Linked DNA regions of Mus musculus: all the other regions are linked to region 3. Evidence: chromatin contacts called from public Hi-C and HiChIP or PLAC-seq data. All regions are on one chromosome and are shown on one strand. The core of a region is the stretch at or near the end of the contact, and the rest is flanking DNA. Distances in the headings are between cores, read along the strand shown. Region 1 has its middle 7.2 kb from the start of Gm46832. Region 2 has its middle 20 kb from the start of 4930539M17Rik. Region 3 holds the start of Hey1 (hairy/enhancer-of-split related with YRPW motif 1).

Evidence for each region. A called contact is a pair of places that touch in the nucleus more often than the background predicts. HiChIP or PLAC-seq counts read pairs in DNA pulled down with a chosen protein or histone mark.
Region 1: a Hi-C map of muscle stem cells shows a contact between it and region 3, with 2.9 times the contacts expected there. The contact joins the enhancer-like site here to the promoter of Hey1 in region 3. A contact is called at or near these places in 5 of 39 promoter capture datasets (the 3T3-L1 cell line, the HPC-7 cell line, cranial neural crest and 2 more), 6 of 484 Hi-C or Micro-C datasets (cerebral cortex, muscle stem cells, myocytes and 1 more), 5 of 115 datasets of contacts at active chromatin or transcription factors (astrocytes, bone marrow-derived macrophages, embryonic midbrain and 2 more) and 1 of 9 other capture datasets (adipose tissue).
Region 2: an H3K27ac HiChIP or PLAC-seq map of embryonic stem cells shows a contact between it and region 3, with 6 times the contacts expected there. The contact joins the enhancer-like site here to the promoter of Hey1 in region 3. A contact is called at or near these places in 5 of 39 promoter capture datasets (embryonic stem cells, liver, neutrophils and 2 more), 3 of 115 datasets of contacts at active chromatin or transcription factors (bone marrow-derived macrophages and embryonic stem cells) and 4 of 9 other capture datasets (adipose tissue, embryonic stem cells, liver and 1 more).

What each region holds. Positions count from the first base shown.
Region 1 is chr3:9,032,433-9,037,079 of GRCm38.p6, forward strand. No RefSeq gene overlaps it. Among named protein-coding and RNA genes, the nearest start is that of Gm46832, 7.2 kb to the left of the region's middle. Within about 2 kb of position 2,114, at least 131 of the 459 cell types and tissues checked have an H3K27ac peak or open chromatin away from gene starts, as enhancers often do. A contact at or near this core is called in adipose tissue, bone marrow-derived macrophages, cerebral cortex and 2 more, where this site is marked.
Region 2 is chr3:9,079,550-9,084,209 of GRCm38.p6, forward strand. No RefSeq gene overlaps it. Among named protein-coding and RNA genes, the nearest start is that of 4930539M17Rik, 20 kb to the left of the region's middle. Within about 2 kb of position 3,287, at least 15 of the 459 cell types and tissues checked have an H3K27ac peak or open chromatin away from gene starts, as enhancers often do. A contact at or near this core is called in embryonic stem cells, where this site is marked.
Region 3 is chr3:8,665,096-8,669,565 of GRCm38.p6, forward strand. It overlaps Hey1 (hairy/enhancer-of-split related with YRPW motif 1), which reads right to left and starts at 1,943. Exons shown (of 5, transcript NM_010423.2): 1 at 1,687-1,943; 2 at 1,407-1,482; 3 at 1,177-1,260; 4 at 850-931. The coding sequence starts at 1,775. It overlaps LOC115489673, which reads right to left. Exons shown (of 2, transcript XM_030252957.1): 1 at 2,129-4,470; 2 at 1,829-1,983. The coding sequence starts at 2,791. The coding sequence ends at 1,843.

The DNA of each region.
Region 1 (4,647 bases), core at 864-3,363, 370 kb after region 3:
GTGGAAGTCTGTGCTAGAGACTTGCAGGCGGCTCTGGTGGTTCAATACCCACAGAGAGGGGATGGGAGGGAAGGAAAAAGGCAGGGAAGGAGGGAGAGATTAAAGGGGGTGTCTTTCTCTCTAGCATGCTTAGTCACAGCAAGATTTAGACTTTAGCTTCATGATTAAGCCCCTCAGACCATGATATTCTGTTATCATAGTTCAATATGATGACTGGCATTCACACAATTGTCAGAAAGTATGATTTGTGTGGGCATTTTCTATTCCTAGGCAGAAATGAAAGACCTGGGCTTTTAAGAGAAAATAGCTGGCCATAAGTCTATCTCTATAATCTAGTGGTCTAGTGGTGATGACCCCAAGCTAATGGTTAATGTCTCCAACTGCAAGCTGAACCCGTTCCTTTGCCTCTCAGATGCCGCCGTCCTTTCTTAGCCCCAGGAAATGGGAATAGTAGTAATTCTCACTTGATGGCACTGCTGTGAGCATCGTGTGGATAAAGGACACATATCACTCCATGCAGGTGAGCAGATGACCAGACTTTCTCCTCCATCTCCTCCTCTTCTCTTCCCTGCTCTGACTTCTGTTTCCAGGGACAAGAAAGAACATGAACAGATCCAGGGTGTGATGTGAGACGGTGTTCACCAAGTGCCCATCAGATAAGGAGAGCAATGCAAGGATTACTTCTTGTCCCTTCTCAGGGGAATCCTGAAACTTGAACAATCACACCCTTGCTGGCTTTGTGGTACACATCTGTGGTCTCAGGATTGGCAGGCTGAGTTTGAGTCAGCCTGGGATATAGAGTGAGATACTCCCACACACACCACACACACACACACACACACACACACACTCCACATACCATACACACATACTCCTACACACACACACACCATACACACACACACACACACACCACATACATACACACATACTCCTACACACACATACACCATACACACATACCCCTACACACACACACACACCACATACATACACACATACTCCTACACACACACACACCATACACACATACCCCTACACACACACACACACACACACACACACACACACTCAGACTGATCAGGAGACATTTCAATTAAAAGTCAATTTGAAGGACCAAGCTGTACCTCAGTTGTAGAGTACTTGCCTGGCATGCATAAGACACTGGCTTCAATTCAGAGTACCACACACACAAAAGTAAATAACTCGGAGAACTACTTTGTGACGGTGATCTAATAACACATGCAAGGAGTTTCTCATTGTATTTGTCTGATTGATGCTCCAAACATGTCTGTTGTTCAAGATGGCAGCTCCCTAAAAGCCTGCCTGCAGGCACAGTGAGTGGGGGTTCTTTCAGGACGGCCGGCCCGTCATTCTTTAGTCTGCTGGGAGGACTAGGTCAACACTTCAATTTAAAAGCTCTCTCTCCTGACCACATGGCAACAGGCAGAGCAGCAAGCAAGGTTTTACGTTCTCTCCTGCAGGGTTTCAATTGTTGAAGTTCTGTTGTTTATCATTTACGTCCGTTTTTAAAAAATGCGTGAAATAGTTAGCAAATATTTCACTTCAGCTGTGAAGCAAGGCAGAGGAATGACATCACTCTGCCCGTCATTCACTGTCCCACTGGTGTAGAAAGTGCTTTACAAGCTGGTAAGTGCGCTTTCCGGTTGCTGGTGCAGAGTCAGATGAAGATAAATCTTCTCGAGGGAAGTTAGGGAAAGGCAGTGGGCCATTAGCTGATATTTCTGGAACACTATTCTCGTCTTCTCTAGAGGACTGAAAATGGGCACGGCAGTGCCGGCAGGATGCATGGGTGATTATCCAACATAAAACCTCCGTGGTATCCCTTCTCTGTCTATTGAGTCACAAGAAAACTAAACAAAAGGCATACCAGATTATACACACCTTAATTGTGTTACGAATACAACTTGCGGCATGATGATGTCTACAAACAGGAAATCACACTACAGTTAAAAGCAAGAGTGCAATTATTTTTCAAGCCATAAGCAGGGGCGGCTAAGCCGGGGAGCCACAGAGAGTATGGCAAGCTCCAAATCCAAGCAGACAAGACAATAATGGCTTCATTATATAAGCTGCACGACAGATGGATCTCTTTCTAAACACGTGGCCTTCTCCCACCCCACCCCAAGGCGATTATCCAATGTCACGCCCTTCTAAAGTGGTACTAAACAGAGACAACACTGACAGCCAGCAACAGCACTCTGACGTGCAGTGAGCTTTAGGGCTGATTTCTCTCCCTCAGCAGGAGTTTCAGCTTCCGGTTTCTGTGGTATCTTCACAGTTTCAGAGCACTGGGCCAAAGGGCACTTTGCAGTCAGTGTCTGCATATACCTTTCAGACTTGCCATCTGATCCTTCCAGAACAAAGTGTGGTGCTGAGCTTTGAGGTGTTCTATGAAGGTCAAAGGTCAACCAGCTAGCTCAGCACCAGACTGTGGAAGTCGGGGGGGGGGGGGGGGGGGGGGCAAGCAGGGCTCTTGCTTTAAGAAGTTTCTTACCTACTTCTGTTTCTCCTCCCTTCTTCTTCCACTCTGTCAGTCCTCTTCATATGCTTTGTCTGTCGACAACTGCATACAAGCATGCAATGTGTCGACAACTGCATACAAGCATGCAGTGTGTCAACAATTGCACACATGCATACATGGTATTTTGATGATACGTGGCCCACTCTGCACTCACTTTCTCTGAGCCTCTTCATCTCCCAGATAGTTCTTGTTGTGGGGGAGAAGGGGAGGTGGGGTTTAGTTAAGTTTGTTTATATATAAGTATGGGTTGTTATTTTTTAATTTATTCATTTTATGTGCATTGGCATTTTGCTTGCATATCTGCCCGAGGATGTCAGATCCCTTGCAACTGGACTTACAGGCAGTTGTGAGCCACCATTTGGTTCCGGGAATTAAACCCAGGTCCTCAGGAAGAGCAATCAGTGTTCTCAAGCCCTCTCTCCGGCACCCCTCCCCCACATACCCTTTGTTTTTGTAACTGGAGCATGGGCTCCCTCATTTTAGCTGATTCTCAGCAACTCTAGGAGCCAGAAACCAGCAGGAGAGATGTAGTGTGAAATATCAGTCCTAGATGGTTTAAACCTATCTCATTTTTGAGACTGGACCTTCCCTTGCTAGTACACTGTGGCGGGTGTTTCACTGTGTCGGTCTGTACTTCAACCACAGATGCTGTGTCTGCTGGTGCCAGGGGATTGGTCTCTTTTCTCTCCTGACCTTTCCCTTCTCCATGTCCTTTACTGTGGCCCCACAGTAGCTATACATGGAATTTCTATACCATGTACTTTCATGACCCCTCAGCCACGACCCTAGATGGAAATAGCATATTTAGCAAGAGAGAAATATGATAACCGTACTGTGTGAGAAAAGAATCTATTTTCAATAAAAGGAAAGAAAAAAAGAAAAAAGAAAACCCCCCTGGTGCCTGAACACATGTCGTAAGGAGTGAGTGAGGTGTTCTTGAAATGCATGGACCGAGCCAGGCGTGGTGGCGCATGCCTTTAATCCCAGCACTCAGGAGGCAGAGGCAGGCAGATTTCTGAGTTCAAGGCCAGCCTGGTCTACAGAGTGAGTTCCAGGACAGCCAGGGCTACACAGAGAAACCCTGTCTTGAAAAACCAAAAAAAAAAAAAGAGGGAGAAAAAAAAAAGACAAAAAGAAATGCATGGACCCACATGTCATGTCTTCATCAGTATCCTCTGTAAGATGCTTTAATAGCCCAGTACATGTAAGAGCAATTTGAAGCAGCTTCAATCAATACTGAGGTAATACATAGCATGTAATAATGGAGTACGCCATCAACCCCACTTCAAAAAGTCCTAGCAAAAGAAATCACTCGGTTGATTATCAGTCACAGCCTGGACTGCAATCCCGCAGGTCTTAATTCTAATACTTACGTTTTATATTTTTATAGTGTTCGTCATGAAAACTCTCCCAGGGATAATGGATTGGATCTGTGTTTACTTTTCTGTAGACTGGCATGATGCTAACTAACAAGGTACTAAATTTTTCTTGAATATGCTTAGCTACACATTAGATGGTAAATGTGACTCCCGGGGCTTGAAACAGTGTAGGACTAAATCCATAGCTAAGCTTATTTATCAAATGTTGTCAGCATAATCGATGCACTAACCATATTCCAGAGAAACACACCTGCTCGTGCAAACGGTGCTGTCTGCTTCTGCAGAGAGAGTGCATTGAGTGTGTCTCAGCAAAGCATAGAGGCTTCTGCCTGAGTCAAGCTCGAACTGAGTTCCAATTTGCAACACTCACAGCCTTTGTGTTAGCGGCATTTTTTTCTGTTTTTGCTTGTTTGTTTGTTTTCTAAAGACAGGGTTTCTCTGTTTAGTCCTGACTGGCCTGGAACTCGATCTGTACACAAGGCTGGCCTTGAGCTCAAGAGCTCCACCTGCCTCTGCCTCCCAGTGCTGGGATTAAAGGCGTGGGCCACCAACAGGCAGCTGCAAATTATGGCTCTGTGCTTTTGTTTTCGTTTTGTGAGAGCATTTTCTCAATTGAAGTTCCCACCTTTCCGATAACCCTAGTTTGTGTCAAGATAGTCACTGTTTTATTCCTGTGAAGAGACATCATGACCAAGGCAACTCTTATTTTAAAAAGCATTTAAT
Region 2 (4,660 bases), core at 2,037-4,536, 420 kb after region 3:
AACAGAGCAGAACCTACTGAAATGTCTAGGTCTTGGTTCAAGTGTGATGAGTCTGCTTTGGAGACCTCTCTGCCCGTGGGGTCACAGTGGCAGGCTGACAGGGTCATGGCTTTTCTACAAGCTTCGGCAGTTCCCTGCCCGTCTGCCCCTCTATACTGCAGCTGTGGTTTCTCAGCACGGCAGCAGGTGGGCTATGCTGGGCATGCTCCTGTGCTGGGGCTGCGGGGGCTGAGGCAGGAGGATCACTGAGAGTTTAAGGCTAACCTAAGCTAAGTATCTCTATCCTGTGTCAGATTTCCCTCTCCCCCTCTTCCCTCCTCCCTCTCCATTTATCCACCCCCCCCCCCCCCATACACATAACACAAATCGGAGGCTATGTATTTCCATTCTGTGAATGATTTGGAAGAAAATAGCACCTCTAGCTTTTAGAAACAAAGCAATTTCCTCCCATAGATTCAGTAAATTCAGTTGGGAGGAATCTTGGGGTTGCCTACCAAGTATGGGCTGAGCCCTCTCAGATAGAGCCTTCCCTGAAGCCAACTAATCCTCCTTTCTGGTCATTCTCAGACCACCCTTCCTTCCTCTCCTTCCAGGTCAGGCAACAGCACGCAGCCTCAGTTTTCACCCCAGAGACCTTGGCTAAAATCTACCCTCTCGGCCTTTTCAGAAAGAGCAAGGAAACTGCATCCCTTTTTAGCCCTGCCTGGAGAATTGGCATCGGGGCTAACTCAGCATGGGTTTGGGAAGGAGACCCAGAGATCGTCGGAATACAGAGGGTAGGATGGCAGCGTTACAGCTTGGCTGCCCCTTGGCCTTTGTCCCCAGGTACTCCGGACGCCATTCCATCATCTCCTTCTTACTCTGAGTCCTCTCTAGCTGGTGCAAACCATTTACTTTAAGAGTGCCCCAAGGTGGAGAGATGGCAGCCAAACGGTGAACGCAGCCCTTTCCCCAGCATTTTTTGGTTCAGATGAGGTCAAGTCGAGAAGCAGCCTCCCCTGAGGTGAGATCTAGGCAGCTCAGGGGGGGCCCTGATCCAAAATAGTTTCCATGCAAGCACCTGAACTGTTGGTGGCCAACTCATTCCTTTCCTGACTGAGAAATATTTGTTGACTACACTCGAGCAAGATGCCCCTTCCCGTAGGATGATCAGGATGTTGGGAGTTGGGTCGGTCATTATGGTGCACACCCATAAGCTCCGCATCATGGGAGCAAAGGCCCGAGGCTCACTATAAACTTGAGGCCATCTTGGTCTACATAATGAGTACCAGGTCAGCCAGGGCTACACATGGGGATTCCGCCTTAAAAAAGAAATCTACTGTCACTACAATTTAAAATCTTATTTTGAAGGAGACGATGAAGGAACAAGGAAACTGCACCCCTCATAGTGAGCCTTCTAAACTTAGCTGATGGCCTGAGACCCAGGCATTTAACCTATTACAATTTGCTACTCCTAGGGGTAAAGACAGCTCTCTTGGATGGAGAATAGGGATGCAGCTTAGCGGCAGAGCACTTGCCTAGCGTGCAGCAGGCACGTGGTGGTTACATCCTAAGCGCTGCCCGACGTCAAGGGACAGTACTAAGGGCTTCTAGTAAGGTCGGGATTGAACATTGTGGGAGTGTAACAGGAGTAGCAGTGGCCCACCTACTTAAGACATAAAATATCCTGGAAGAGGTGGCAGTGGATAGGACACTTCAAAGGTAAGTAAATTACCAAATAGAAATAAATAAAATACAGTCAACACCAGGGAAAGAACAGTAAATGCAAACTGACAAAAAACCACCTGATGCCATCCCTAGAGCTTGGGGGTCCTGACTTGGAATGCCCAGCTGCCTCGGTCCCCTTCCCGTGACCCGCGGAGGCTCCTTCAGCATCTCTGCTCAGTGGGCATCCTAAGGCTGCATCCACCTCAAGTTGCAATGGCTGTTATGAGTTCCTGATTCATTTACCTGCTTTCTGTTTATTTAAAAAATATTTATTGACCCTTTATAATATAAACTACAATGTAGTGTAATATAAAACTTGACGGGTTCTCCTAGACACCCTCGTCTCTCTCCCACGTCCATCATGTAAGCAGAAATGGAGAAAAGGAGAGGGAGGAACTTTGTCTGTTTCTTCATGGGTCCATTCTCAGTGAGTCTCACCCTGCCTGTCCTTTGTTCCTTCCATACATTTGTGTATGGTGCCTGCAAAGCACCCAGTTGGAGTACTTGATTTTGAAGAAGATGGAGGCTAGTTGTGTCATACAGAGGTGCTGAGACACTGAAAATGTCCCCTGGTCTTCTCTCTTTCCTTTTCCCGTCCCTTCCGTTCTTTCTCCATCCCTCTGTATTGCTCTGGCAGGGTCTCATGTAGCGTAGGCTGACCTCAGAGTAGCTATGTAGCTGAGACTGACCTGGGCTCCTGATTCTCCTGTGCCCCAGGTGCTGGGATAACAGGCAAACACAACCACGTCTGGCATGGCCTTTCCTTTGAAGGCATTTTAGAGACACCCTCTCTGGCGTCTCAGTAATTCCCTGTCTCTCTCTGACTATTCCATAAAGACTTTCAAAGCAGGGCTGAGCCCACTTTTGGCAAGTCTCTTACCTTTGTAAGCCTGACTTCAGTGTGCTGGGAAAGGTGACTTTAGGAATCTCGTGACTGTTGGTGCCTGGGGCGGAAGCAGATGTTGAAAGGGCAGGTGGGGGTTCAGGAATGGAGGCGCCCTGAGACACGTAGCTTCTTTCACAATCTGGCCCGGGGCTGGCTGATCCTGTGATTGGGTGTCTCAGCCAAGAATGTCCCCAGAATTCCAAGTCACTTTTAGACGCCATTTCCCTGTCCTGTGGCTCCAAGTCAGCAGATAAAGTGGATTTACAAGCAGAAAGAGAGCAGGCTCACAGAGCAGTTCTGCTGCAGAGCGGGAGAAGTGGGGGGGGGGGGGGGGCGGGGGGCGGGGACGACTTCCTCTCCGGTCTTTCGGGTTAATGGCTCTCAAATACGCAACTGGGTGTGGCACTTGGGAGGCAGAGGCAGGAAAAACTGTCGAGTTTGAGAAGCCAGCCTGGTCTACAGAGTGAGTTTCAGGACAGCCAGGACTAAAAAGAGAAACTCCATTTTAAAAAAAAATGTTTTTTAAAGTCACGAAACAACAACAACAACAACAACAAACCCCAACAACTCAGAGTTCCTTCCTTCTTGCATTCTAAGCAAAACTCAAACAAACTGAGAAAGTTTTGTTGAAATCTTCTGTGCCATTTTTATCTTCCCCCACCATTTTGTAACATGAAAGAGGAAGCCTTTTATGTTCACGGCAGTAATATTATTCTAGTCTTGTTAAGTTATCTTATTTTTGAAATGGCATTTTGCTATGTATTCTGGGTAAGCCTGGGCTTACTCTGTAGCCCAGGTTGTATGTGGACCCTGCTGCTTCAGACTTTCCAGCGATGAAGCCGGGCGTGGTGGCGCACGCCTTTAATCCCAGCACTTGGGAGGCAGAGGCAGGCGGATTTCTGAGTTCAAGGCCAGTCTGGTCTACACAAAGTGAGTTCCAGGACAGCCAAGGCTATACAGAGAAACCCTGTCTCTAAAAAACAAAACAAAATAAAACAGGCTTCCCAGCGATGGAAGTACAGGAGTGAGCCGGCATCCCCAGGCAGCAATCTTCAATCTATCCCATTCATGAGGGATGTCTCACACCTCGTTTTGCTTTGGTTTTTCCGAGACAGAGCTTCTTCATGTAGCTCTGCTGTCCTGGAACTTGCTCTGTAGACCAAGGTGGCTTTAAACTCACAGAGATCTTTCTGTCTCTGTCTCCCAAGTGATGAGTTCACAGGTGTACGCCAGCACCACCCAGTCTTATAGCCCCATTTATGGGAACGAACACCACTGTCCTGCAAGGACTAGCTAATGTCTGGAGGTCGTGCTGGCAGCAGGTTCGTGGGCACTCCATATCTCCAGTTTAGCCAGACACAGGTGGAGTGGGTTAGTTGGAAAATGGCTTCTATATTGAGCACATGCAAACGTTTTGCTGGTTGTGATCTCCTGTGCAGTACAGTATAACGATATTTGTATTCTGTTAGGCAAGCATGAACCCGAGATCCCAGCACTCCGGAGGCTGAGGTGAGGAAGGAGGCCCTAGGATTTAAGTCTAGCCTAAGCTACGTCAGAGAGACCCTGTCCCCAGCTCTGTAGCGCGCTTACAAGGTGGAGGCAGGGAGTCATCAACTACACAGTGAGTTTCAGGCCCACCTAAATCATATGGGACCCTACCACAAAAATCCAATAAATAGCCCTGGGTGGTAGTGCACATCTTTAATCTCATCACTAGAGAGGCAAAGGCAGGTAGATCTCTGTGATACAGAGGCCAGCCTGGTCTATACAGCTAGTTCTAGGCCAGCTAGGGCCACATAGTGAGACCCTGTCTCAAAAAAAAAAAAAAAGAAAGAAAGAAAAGAAAAAGAAAAGAAGAGAAGAGAAGAGAAAAGAAAAAAGAGGAAAGAGAAAAGAAAAGAGAAAAGGAGAGTGGGAGGGGAGGGGAAGGAGGAGGGGGAAGAGGGAGGGGGATAGTTGCCAATAGGCAATGGTCTTGGATCTGCTGGCATATCTAAATTGGCACTAGGGAGTAAAGTCCTGTTCTTTGCATCTGTGTTAGAGAGGATTCTGACAAGCTTGTGAGTG
Region 3 (4,470 bases), core at 693-3,192:
GCTCTGCTCATTTCCTGAATTTCTTCCACTCCAAAGTTCTTCCTGGCAACTCCATACAGGATTACAGCACAGATCATGGGTCCTGGAAGCTCAAATATTTTGAAGCTGACCAAAATCTTTGCATTAATCAACAGTATATGTTTGCTAATGCAAGTTCAAAGCCCAATTAGAAGCTGCTGAGCAGAAATTGGAATTATACCCTACCAGCAGATGAAACTATGTTCCCTCCTTTAATGTTTTCCCTCAACAACAACAAAAAATACATCAAGGACAGAGAAACCACAGAGCAGTGAAATTCATTAGACACACAGATGTAAGTTATCATCGTGGAGCTTTTAGGCACTTGGTCCTTGGTGAAGAATCTGGTGGCTGGAGACAGACACGGGCTTCAGTCTCTCACCCCGTTAGATTTTTTTTTCCTCTCTATTTAGCCCCAACATGTCTCTTTCCTCCAAATTCTTTTGGCAGTTCGTTTTCTAAATCTGTATATAAAATTCCGACTATCTAGTTGTTCTTTTTAATAAGCCATTTCCCAATCCTTTCTTAAATAGCAACAGACAAACATGAGTGACTTGACCTAAATCAGGGCTGTCACAACCGGAGGAGCTCCGGGAGACAGGCGCTTGCTGAAAGGTGCATTAGCTCAGTTGAAAGAGGATTGGGGTGATGTATTCACTGCTCAAGAACCCATGTGCTGTTGAAGGTGCACTTGGCTGGCAAGCACATACTGCTCTCCCCACCCCACAAAGCAAAGCAGGCAGGGACTGCACCAATCCCAGACTGCGCTTGCTACCACCCCCACCCCCCACGCCGAGCACGCAAAGCCCCAGCTGAACTGGAGAGGAATACCTTTCCCTCCTGCAGTGTGCAGCATTTTCAGGTGATCCACAGTCATCTGCAAGATCTCAGCTTTTTCTAGCTTAGCAGATCCCTAAAAAGAAGACAAAAGGCTTATCTGACACAAGTGCCTTTGGAGAACTTAAAATATGCACACAAATATACATACATGTAAAATACAAACGTAAAAAAAAAAGCAAAAGTCACGTATATCCACAAAATCTGTGGGAATTTGTGTAAGAACATCCAACGACTTGGCACAAATGAGGTTAGAAGCACGGAGGGGAGGGAATCAGAAGGTGCCGATGGCTACACTCAGCGCTCTCATACTTCCATTACCTGCTTCTCAAAGGCACTGGGTACCAGCCTTCTCAGCTCAGACAAACTGTTATTGATTCGGTCTCGTCGGCGCTTCTCGATGATCTATGGGAAGCAGACAAAAACAAAGGAGGGCATTTACGTTATGACTGTACATTCCAACGAGAAGAAATGTGGTTCTTTCCGTTAGTTAATTAATTAATATAACAATGTGCATATATATTTAAATTATTGGGGGGGGGGGTACTCACGCCTCTCCGTCTTTTCCTGGCCAAAACCTGGGACGATGTCGTTGGGGACATGGAACACAGCGCCGAACTCAAGTTTCTGTAAGATGGGAAGCAATTGCCTTGAGAAAGGAAAGGAGAGCCCTCCTACACCAGATTTCTTTGGCAACTTGAGCTGGAGGGCTCGGGGACGATTGCTCCCAGCCAGCAGCTGCCGGCCCACGACTCCCGGCAAAGGGAACCCAGCATCAGCGCACCCCATCCTCTCCTCCCGCTCCGGATCGGTCGGACGCCGCCAACTCACCCATTCTCGTCCGCGCTCTCCTTTTCCACCTCGATGGTCTCGTCCAGCTCACTATCTGAGGAGCTGTAGTCTGGGTGAGCTCTCTTCATGGTGGCGGAGCGTGGGCTCCGAGGAGGGTCGCGCGGCGGGCAAGGAGGAGTTAACTGCAGTGGCCGCTCAGCGCTCGGCTGCGGGAGGTGCGTGCACACTGATCCCACTCACGCTCAGTCTCCGGTTAAAACTCAACCATCCCTTTCCCACGCTGCGCCCCTTCCCATGGATAGGGGGAGGGCGGGGAAGGCGGAGAGGTTGGGGCAGGGGCGGGGCCACGGCTCCCGGGTAACCGCGTGCCCCGGCCAATTGGCGCCTCGCTGCGCAGATTGGCAGCCGCATGGGGGCGGGACGAGCGGAGGCCGAGGCTGGCTGCTCCCCGCCCCCGGAGCCCGCCCCTGCCCGGCGGCAGTGCGTCGGCTCCGCAGGAGTTCGGCTGGGGGCCGCGGGCGGCGGTGGGCCGGCGGCGGGCAGAAATGGGGGGCCGGCCCGGGACACCAGCCCGGCGATAGCCACCGCCCCGCCCAGCCCCACCCCGCGCGCCCGGATTGGCCTGGCCGTGTGCCAGGGCCGCGCCTGCAGCGCCGCCGGTGAGCCGCACGCGCCGCGGGCCGTGGGAAAGTGCCGGCGCCCCGGCCGCCAGCCAATCCGGACGGACGGCGACGGCGGCGGCGACGGTGGCGGCGGCGGCGGCGGCTGCTCTGGGCGGCTGCTCTGGGCGGCTGCATGAATGGAGAAGAATAGCCAGGCGGGGGAGCCGGGCTGCACGAGGGCGCGCCTGCCGGGCTCCTGGTGTGAACCTGTAATCGGAGTCCGGGCGCCGGCGGGCCCCGGAAGCCACCGCCCGCGTCCCGTTCTCTGCACTGCTGCCGGTGCCCCGCGGCTGGAGGCGGGCGTAGTTGGCGGGTCCTACAGGAACAGTCGCCTGGGGCGCCGCTCCTTTGGATGGTGGCCACCAGCTCTGGGAGCAGAGCCTGAGAGACTCAAGGGATGCTGCTTTTTGGGTTCTAGGAGCCTCTAAAGCTAATCCTGCAAGGCTTCTCAGCTTTGGGACGAAATGCATGCCCCTATGCATGTCATTTCCGGGGAAGTAGAGCGCTTGTTTTCTGGGTTAGCTTGAGGGAGGAGTAGCTATCCCCCGAGACATTCATTATGTTGGGATTTTTGCTGTTGTTTTGTTTTGTTTTTGTCCTCCCTTCCCCCTAGTGTTGGCGGCCAGATCCTCTTAGCAGGCGACAGGGTGGCGGCCTGGGTGTTTGCTTCTGAGGCTGTGCGATCATCTGTGCGAGGATGCACGTTTCTGGCCCGCATCGCGCGCGCGCGGACACACACACACACCCGTTGGTCTCAGTTGGGAGGGGCGTTTGGGGTGCTATATGAAGTTCTGCACACCGCTCTCCCCTCTCCCCCACCAAGAAGGGCGACTTTAAAAAAATAGTTTAAATCTTATGGATTGTTTCCCTAGTTCAGCGTTCACAGAAGTAGACAACCTGGAGAAAGCCCAGTCTTTATCCTGCCCCACTCTTGGAGCCTGCAATCCCGTCTATGAAGCAAAACTTCATAACCGTTGAGAAGAATAAAAGAAACTCAACACCTTTGCAAGCAATTCTGTTTCTAGACATGATGGGTTCCATAAATGCAGACTAAACCGAGTTCCCAGGTCCAGTTCTCCATCCACACACTTTAGACCACATCCTGGGTCCTTTTAAAGTTCTCATTGCACTTCACCCTACTGTTCAGAGCCTCAGCCCTCACAGCTCCTCTGAAAAGGTGAGGTCCCTCCATCTTGGCTTTGTTTTTTCCTAGTGCACATATCCCACCACACAGCTTAGGAGTGGTCAAGCCAAGGCTCACTGCCTGCTTCCCTCTCCATGTTCACAGCTCGCTTCGCTCCTGTCACAAGCTGGAAGCTCACCTCCAGACCCCTCTCTTCATCCATCTTCTCCATCTTCAGAGCCTCATATCACCTGCCTCCCTTGACGCCATCCCATGTTTCCCCCTAAAGTGACGGAGCACCCTGCACCTGAACCAGCATGACCTCTACTGCATAGCTTTTAAGTTTTCTGGGTCAGTGGCACCTACAGTAAGGTCTTGTTTGCTTTAGCCAATGTTGGCCGTTGTGCAGAGAAAGAAACTAGCAGCAGATTGGCTGGTAAAAAGAAACGGTTTACATTGAGGGTGCTTGGTTTTAGATACCAATATTCCTCAAATTTACTGTGGAAAATGAGGCTATCCTGGTGGGCATGTGGTACTGTGTGCCTCTAATCATAGAACTTGCAAAGTAGAGGCAAAATTTCATGAGTTCCAGTCCAGTCTATGCACATAGGTTCTCCTGAATTGTATGTATAGCAAGACCTTGTACAAAACAAATGCTAGAACTCTGGGACCCAACACTTGTTTAGCACTAAAAAAAGAATACCAATGCTTATCTGTCTGTCCATCTCTTTCTGACCGTCTACCCAGTACTTCCAAAGTGTCTTCTGCATGCCTGGCACAATGCCGGCACCTGAGAGATAAAGGTGACAAGAGGTGATAAGCTCCACACTGTCTCTGAACTCACAGCCTCGGGAGACAACACACAATAAGCTGATACATAAGTGGGGTAGCTATAGAAGTCCGCGGGAGACAATACACAATAAGCTGATACACAAATGGGGTAGCCATAGGTGTCCCGAAGCCTAGTGGCACCTTCTGATAAGGAGAAGGGAGAGAATGGGAACACTTTTATGAGGTCTGGGGACGTTTTCAGAGCTG